Linked DNA regions of Sus scrofa: region 2 is linked to region 1. A link is a contact called in public HiChIP or PLAC-seq data. All regions are on one chromosome and are shown on one strand. The core of a region is the stretch at or near the end of the contact, and the rest is flanking DNA. Distances in the headings are between cores, read along the strand shown. Region 1 holds the start of LRRC23 (leucine-rich repeat-containing protein 23). Region 2 holds the start of NOP2 (NOP2 nucleolar protein).

What was found. HiChIP or PLAC-seq counts read pairs in DNA pulled down with a chosen protein or histone mark.
Region 2: a contact with region 1 is called in an H3K27ac HiChIP or PLAC-seq map of alveolar macrophages. The contact joins the promoter of NOP2 here to the promoter of LRRC23 in region 1. A contact is called at or near these places in 2 of 2 datasets of contacts at active chromatin or transcription factors (alveolar macrophages and skeletal muscle).

The regions. Positions count from the first base shown.
Region 1 is chr5:63,835,327-63,837,906 of Sscrofa11.1, reverse strand. It overlaps LRRC23 (leucine-rich repeat-containing protein 23), which reads left to right and starts at 1,278. Exons shown (of 8, transcript XM_013987385.2): 1 at 1,278-1,403. SPSB2 (splA/ryanodine receptor domain and SOCS box containing 2) reads right to left here and starts at 1,122. Exons shown (of 3, transcript NM_001243315.1): 1 at 943-1,122; 2 at 51-798. The coding sequence starts at 714.
Region 2 is chr5:64,104,818-64,107,397 of Sscrofa11.1, reverse strand. It overlaps NOP2 (NOP2 nucleolar protein), which reads right to left and starts at 1,289. Exons shown (of 16, transcript NM_001244246.1): 1 at 1,190-1,289; 2 at 794-900. The coding sequence starts at 896. It overlaps CHD4 (chromodomain-helicase-DNA-binding protein 4), which reads right to left. Exons shown (of 40, transcript XM_021092425.1): 40 at 2,186-2,580. It overlaps LOC102162288 (a long non-coding RNA gene), which reads left to right and starts at 1,502. Exons shown (of 2, transcript XR_297162.3): 1 at 1,502-1,675; 2 at 1,883-2,397.

The DNA of each region.
Region 1 (2,580 bases), core at 29-2,528:
CACAGCCACCAGGGATAGAACACTCTCCCCAGACCTGCCCCAGGCCTCACCTCTCCTTTCGCCCAGGTAGCTGATGCGGACGTGGCACTGGCCCCAGACAGCGCTTACTGCTGGATAGAGGGTCCTGCCCTTCAGTCCACGGAAGGCTGGCCCCAGGTAGGTGCCCCCAATAGCGTAGCCCAGAGTTCCCTCCTCCATGTCCAAAACCACCAGCAGCCTCTCCGGCACCTCCAGGTGCTCACCTTGAAGTCCGGGGGGATACCGGGGGGCCCCGGGCCCCTTGCTCTGATGGTACAGCTTCCCCCGCCCAATGTCCCAACCCCACGACTCGCTGTTGCTGCCCAGCAGCGCCGCATAGTGGTCAGCTTGCAGCGGGGCGAGGGCCGTGGCCACGCCCACCACGGCGTGGGTGCCTCTCTGTTCCCGGGGCCAGCTGATCTCCCAGGCGTGCAGGCCTCTCGAGTAGCCCCTCTTACCCCGGACCCCATCAGTGCTCTGGGCCACAGGCCGCCGCTCAAAGCACAAGCCCCCTTCCTTGACCTCGATGTTCTCTGAGCAGTCCTTGGGGTTCCAGCCGTGACGCCGTTGGGCCCCTAGGTCAGGAGGGGGAGCAGAGAGCAGCTCCTCCAAGCCCTCGGGACAAGAGAGGTCAGGGTACAGGGGCTGTGGGGTGGGGGTGCTGCTGCTGCCCCCTGCCAAGGCCGTCTGGCCCATGGAGGTGAGAAGCTGGAGGATTCCCCAAAAGAGGCTTGCTGGGACGTCTCTCTTCGGAAAGTTGAGCTCCCGCTTGGGATCGACCTAGAGAGAAGTTGGGGGAGAGGAGGATCCTGGAGGGACTCCACACCTAGGCGCCTCATCCTTTCCCCCAGCTCTGCTCACTGCCCCACTCCTCCCGCTCAGCTCCCCGAAAGCTCCTAGATCCATCATCTTGCCCTCACCCACCTGTCCGCGTCTCCTGAGACGCGCGAGTTTGTCGCCTTAGGTCTGTCCAGGGACCGTCCCCTTCGCCCGCTCCTGCTCCTGTCCCTGCCCCCGAACCACGCTCAGCTTCCCGTGCCGGGAGGTCGCCGGCCCTCGGGAGGAGCCCGGCCGAAAGTCGCCGAGGAGCTCCGGCTCCAGAACGCCGGCCGCTTCCGCCCCCAACCCCTCCCGCAGGCCTCGCCCCGCCCCAGGCCACGCCCCTAAGGGCCCTCTGGGGCAGTTAACCCTCTAGTCGCCACCCCAGGTCGCGCCCCGCCGGAGACCCCGCCCACACGGGCCCCTCCGGGGCGGTCAAAACTCGGCACCAGGGGCGGCTGCGAAGGTCAAGCAGTGAGTAGAGCCCACTCGCGGGCGGTTAACCTCTGGACACCTTCCAAGCAGCCCGCAGCCCCCAGGCCTCGCCCCCGCGAGGAAGCCGCCAGGTACTTAACCCTTCCCTGGCCCGCCAAGCTCAGAGTTAACCTTTTCATGGTATCATCGCTTTGAGGTCCCTGGAGGTCTTTTCACCGTTAAGAACTTTGAGCAGCCTGGGGATATAGGGCCGGAGGTCAAGTAAGGTCTGCCATTGTGGTGACATCTGTTTCCCAGGCCTTCTGATTCTGGGTCACTGTTGCTTGGGCTGGTCATTCTCCGACCCGGGTTGTGAGTCAGCCGGTTCTAAGCCTGAGGTTCTATACGCTGAGTTTCTAGCTCAGAGGGGTAGGTGTCATAGGGCTGCATCCTGTTCTAGCCTTCATCTGCCCTGTCCATCCATTCCTGAGCTGTGGGCCTCACCTGGCAGAGTGTGGTGGTCCAGACCTTGCTTGGGAGGGAAACAATGTCACTAATTATCTCTGTGACCTTGGGGAGGTTGCCACACTTCTCTAAACCTGTTTTCTCTTTCCTAAAATGGGCATAATGATGGTACTTACCTCAGGGTTGTTATGGAGTTGAAACAGTCCAAGTAAAGCACTTAGCAAGGAACCCTTGATATCGTATGCATTCACTAAGCTTAGCTAGTCCTATTTCTTTAACATTTTCTAAGTGACTATTCTGTAGAGAGGTAATAAAATATAGTGGTATTTAGCAACTGTGGAGCCAGGCTGACAGGGTGTGCAAATCCCTGAAGGCGGGTATGCAGGAGAACTTTGGCAAATTCCTGAACCACCCCCGTACCTGTTTTTTCTTCTGTAAAAGGGGGATACTATTGGTATGAACTGCATAAGCTATAGTGAGGATTCAGTGATGTTACACATACATATGTGAAGCCCTTAGAACCGTTTCTGATTCAAATTTAATCATTTGTGCGAAGCACTGAAGATGACGCAGTGAATCCGCAAGGAGTTTACAAGGATATTTATAAAACAGTTTTGTCATGTAGTAGATAAAATTCTGGTTATACAAAAAGTCCTATGGGAGTAAAAAGGATGGGACTCCACGGATCAAGCACTTTGGAAAGTGTCGTGGAGCAGATGACACTGGGCTGAATCTTTAAGATTGACAAGAGGAGGAGTTCCTCTTGTGGCTCATTGGGTTAAGAACTCCACTAGTATCCATGAGGATTTGGGTTAGATCCCTGGCCTTGCTCAGTGGGTTAAGGATCCAGTGTTGCTGCAGCTG
Region 2 (2,580 bases), core at 40-2,539, 270 kb before region 1:
ACACAGAGAATGAAGTGATATAATGTGTCCAGCGGGTTCAGCATTGTATTTACCACTTACCTATACTTCAATAAACTGCATCTTTTAGACAATACTCAACACAAACTACCTGCAGTAGACTCCTGACCAAGTGGGAGCCAGCTCTGTGCCTTCCCATCTCCTCTACAATGCAGTTCACAGTGACTGGACTGTCCCGTTCCCAACTTCCACCTGCTAAAATGTCACCCACTTCTCAAAACCCAACTTCTTTTTTCTCCTTCTCTTCTTTTTTTGTCTTACAATCTTTTGTGTCCAGGGCTGATTTTCAATAGATCACACCAAGGGAGCTGCATGGCTACCTATGAAACCCCCACACAGAAGCAGGTCATCTAAGAAGAGCTTAGTGCAAAACCCAACTTCTTGGAAGTTCCTGCTGTGGTGCAGTCGCTTAACGATCAGTATGGTAGGTCACAGCTCCAGTTTGGATTCGCTCCCTGGCCTGGGAACTTCCACATGCTGCCGAGACGGCCAAAAAAAAAAAAAAAAAGTCACAAAATCTTTTCAAACTTGGCAACTCCGTGGAATCCTGCTTCCTCTGAAGGCCCTAAACATTAAACCACACATCTCCTTGCATGGGAACTTGTGCCCGTCACATCTTCCCTAATTTCTAAACGTTTATGAGATTGTTCCATTCATATTTACTTCCTAATAACTCATGAACACACAATCTAAAAAACTGAGGGATTACACTACAGATGGAAGAACGGCGCAAAAGCTAGAGAATCGGAAGGGGACGGGCACGCCTGACCCTTACCTGCAGGCAAGAATCTGACGAGTTCGGTCTCAGCACCTTTCTGCTTTCGGGCCTTTCGGCCCGGCCCGCGTTTCTCCTTCGTAGGGTCCAATTTGCGCCCCATGGTACTGAGGAAAACAAAAACGAGAGACAGTAGAGTGGCGCGTGTTGTCCGGGAAAGGCAGAGAGCAGACGAAGCAAGTTGAAGTGGAAAAGGGCACTGCCTTGACGAGAACCTCGACTCAGCAGCCCCACTGCCCCTCGAGGCCTGGCCACACCTCCACTACACGCTGAGCCCCGGGCCCTGGGTCCCACACCGCTGGTACAACGTCCCCTTCCCACGCCCCGGTCCAAGTGGACGCCTCACCCTTCCTTCCTCGACTTCCTGCAGAAGACCCGCCCGAAGCTGCAGCTCACCTGGAAGCGGGTCCAGTCCCGAGAAGGCCCTAGGAAGCAGCGACAGCACTCCACGTGTGGTGCGGGGCTGGCGCTCCGACGCCACACCACGGGAACGTCTCGCGCAAGCGCACAGCGCGCCCGCTGAGGCCCCGCCTCTTCCGGGCTTCCCGTCCGCCGCGGAAGCCGGAAGTTTCATTCGCGCGGCCGCGCGGGGCAGGCGGTGCAGAGGGCGGCCGGGGAGGACCGCTCTGCTCTCTCCCAGGTGGAGAAGGCGGCGCGTAGGGGGACGCCTTTAGCTTCCCCGCCCTTCCCTCCAGATGTGGGCCTTACGCCTTATGGCGGATTTCGTCCGAAAAACTGGTACCCAAAAGACGGCCCCTCCCTTCGGACGGAGGCGTCAGAGCCGGACCCTCTTTCGCCCCACGTCTCAAGGTCGCACCCACTCCCAAGTCCTGTGACTTTGAAACCTTCTTCCTTGACACCATACCCCGCGCTGCCCCTCAGGTAAGGGAACTCTCTGCCTTGGTTCCCATACGAGAGGTCGGGAGGACGGCATCTTGTGTTCTCACTTCACACAAACAGAAAACCCAGAGCAGCCTTTCTTGAAATAAACCCTAAGGTGGTGCTTAGCAGCTGTTCAAAACTGCTCCGGCACTTCGCTGGTTTGTCTTCGCAATGTTGCGAGGAAGATTCTCCTTTGATTCTCTACAGCAGACATCTACAGCCTGGAGACGGCCGCGAAGCTGGGAGTCAGGCTTAGGCTGTGAACCCAGGGGGCTCCGGAGCTCCTCGCAGCGTGCAGGTGGTGGCGGCCGGAGCACGAGGGTAGGTGCACAGTCCAGATTTCGTGGAGTCTCAGGACACAAGGAAACCCTTGGTCTTCAGCTGCACTGTCCCAAGGCTCCCGTCGGACACACCCACCTGCACCTACACCCACACTGAACCAGAGCACTAAAATACAAGGAAACTTTTATTTTCAATTTTTGTCAAGAAATTTGCTGTGGTTTTTTATGCTTTTGGTTCTTTTCCTTTTTTTTTTTTTTTTTTTTTCCAACTTTATTTCATTCTAGCCGCTCAGGGGCTGGAGCCGCTGGGTTCCTGGTATTAAAAAGATGCCAACAGAGGTAGCTGTGTCTCGCCCAGGGGCCCGGCCCACTGTGAATACCCCCCAAAAAGGAGAAATGAAAACACAAAATAAACCAACAAAATAAAACCAAAAGGAGGAAGAAATTCAGATCATTTTCTTCAAGCCTGGCGGGAACCCACAACAGTTTGTGTGTAACAGACGTTACAGTGGGGAGAAGCCAGGGCCCAAAAGGCCAGCCCGCCAGCTCCCTGCAGATGGCGCCGGCGCTACTGCTGCATGTCTCTCCAGCAGGAAGGGCACCACTGCCCCTCACTCCCTCCCC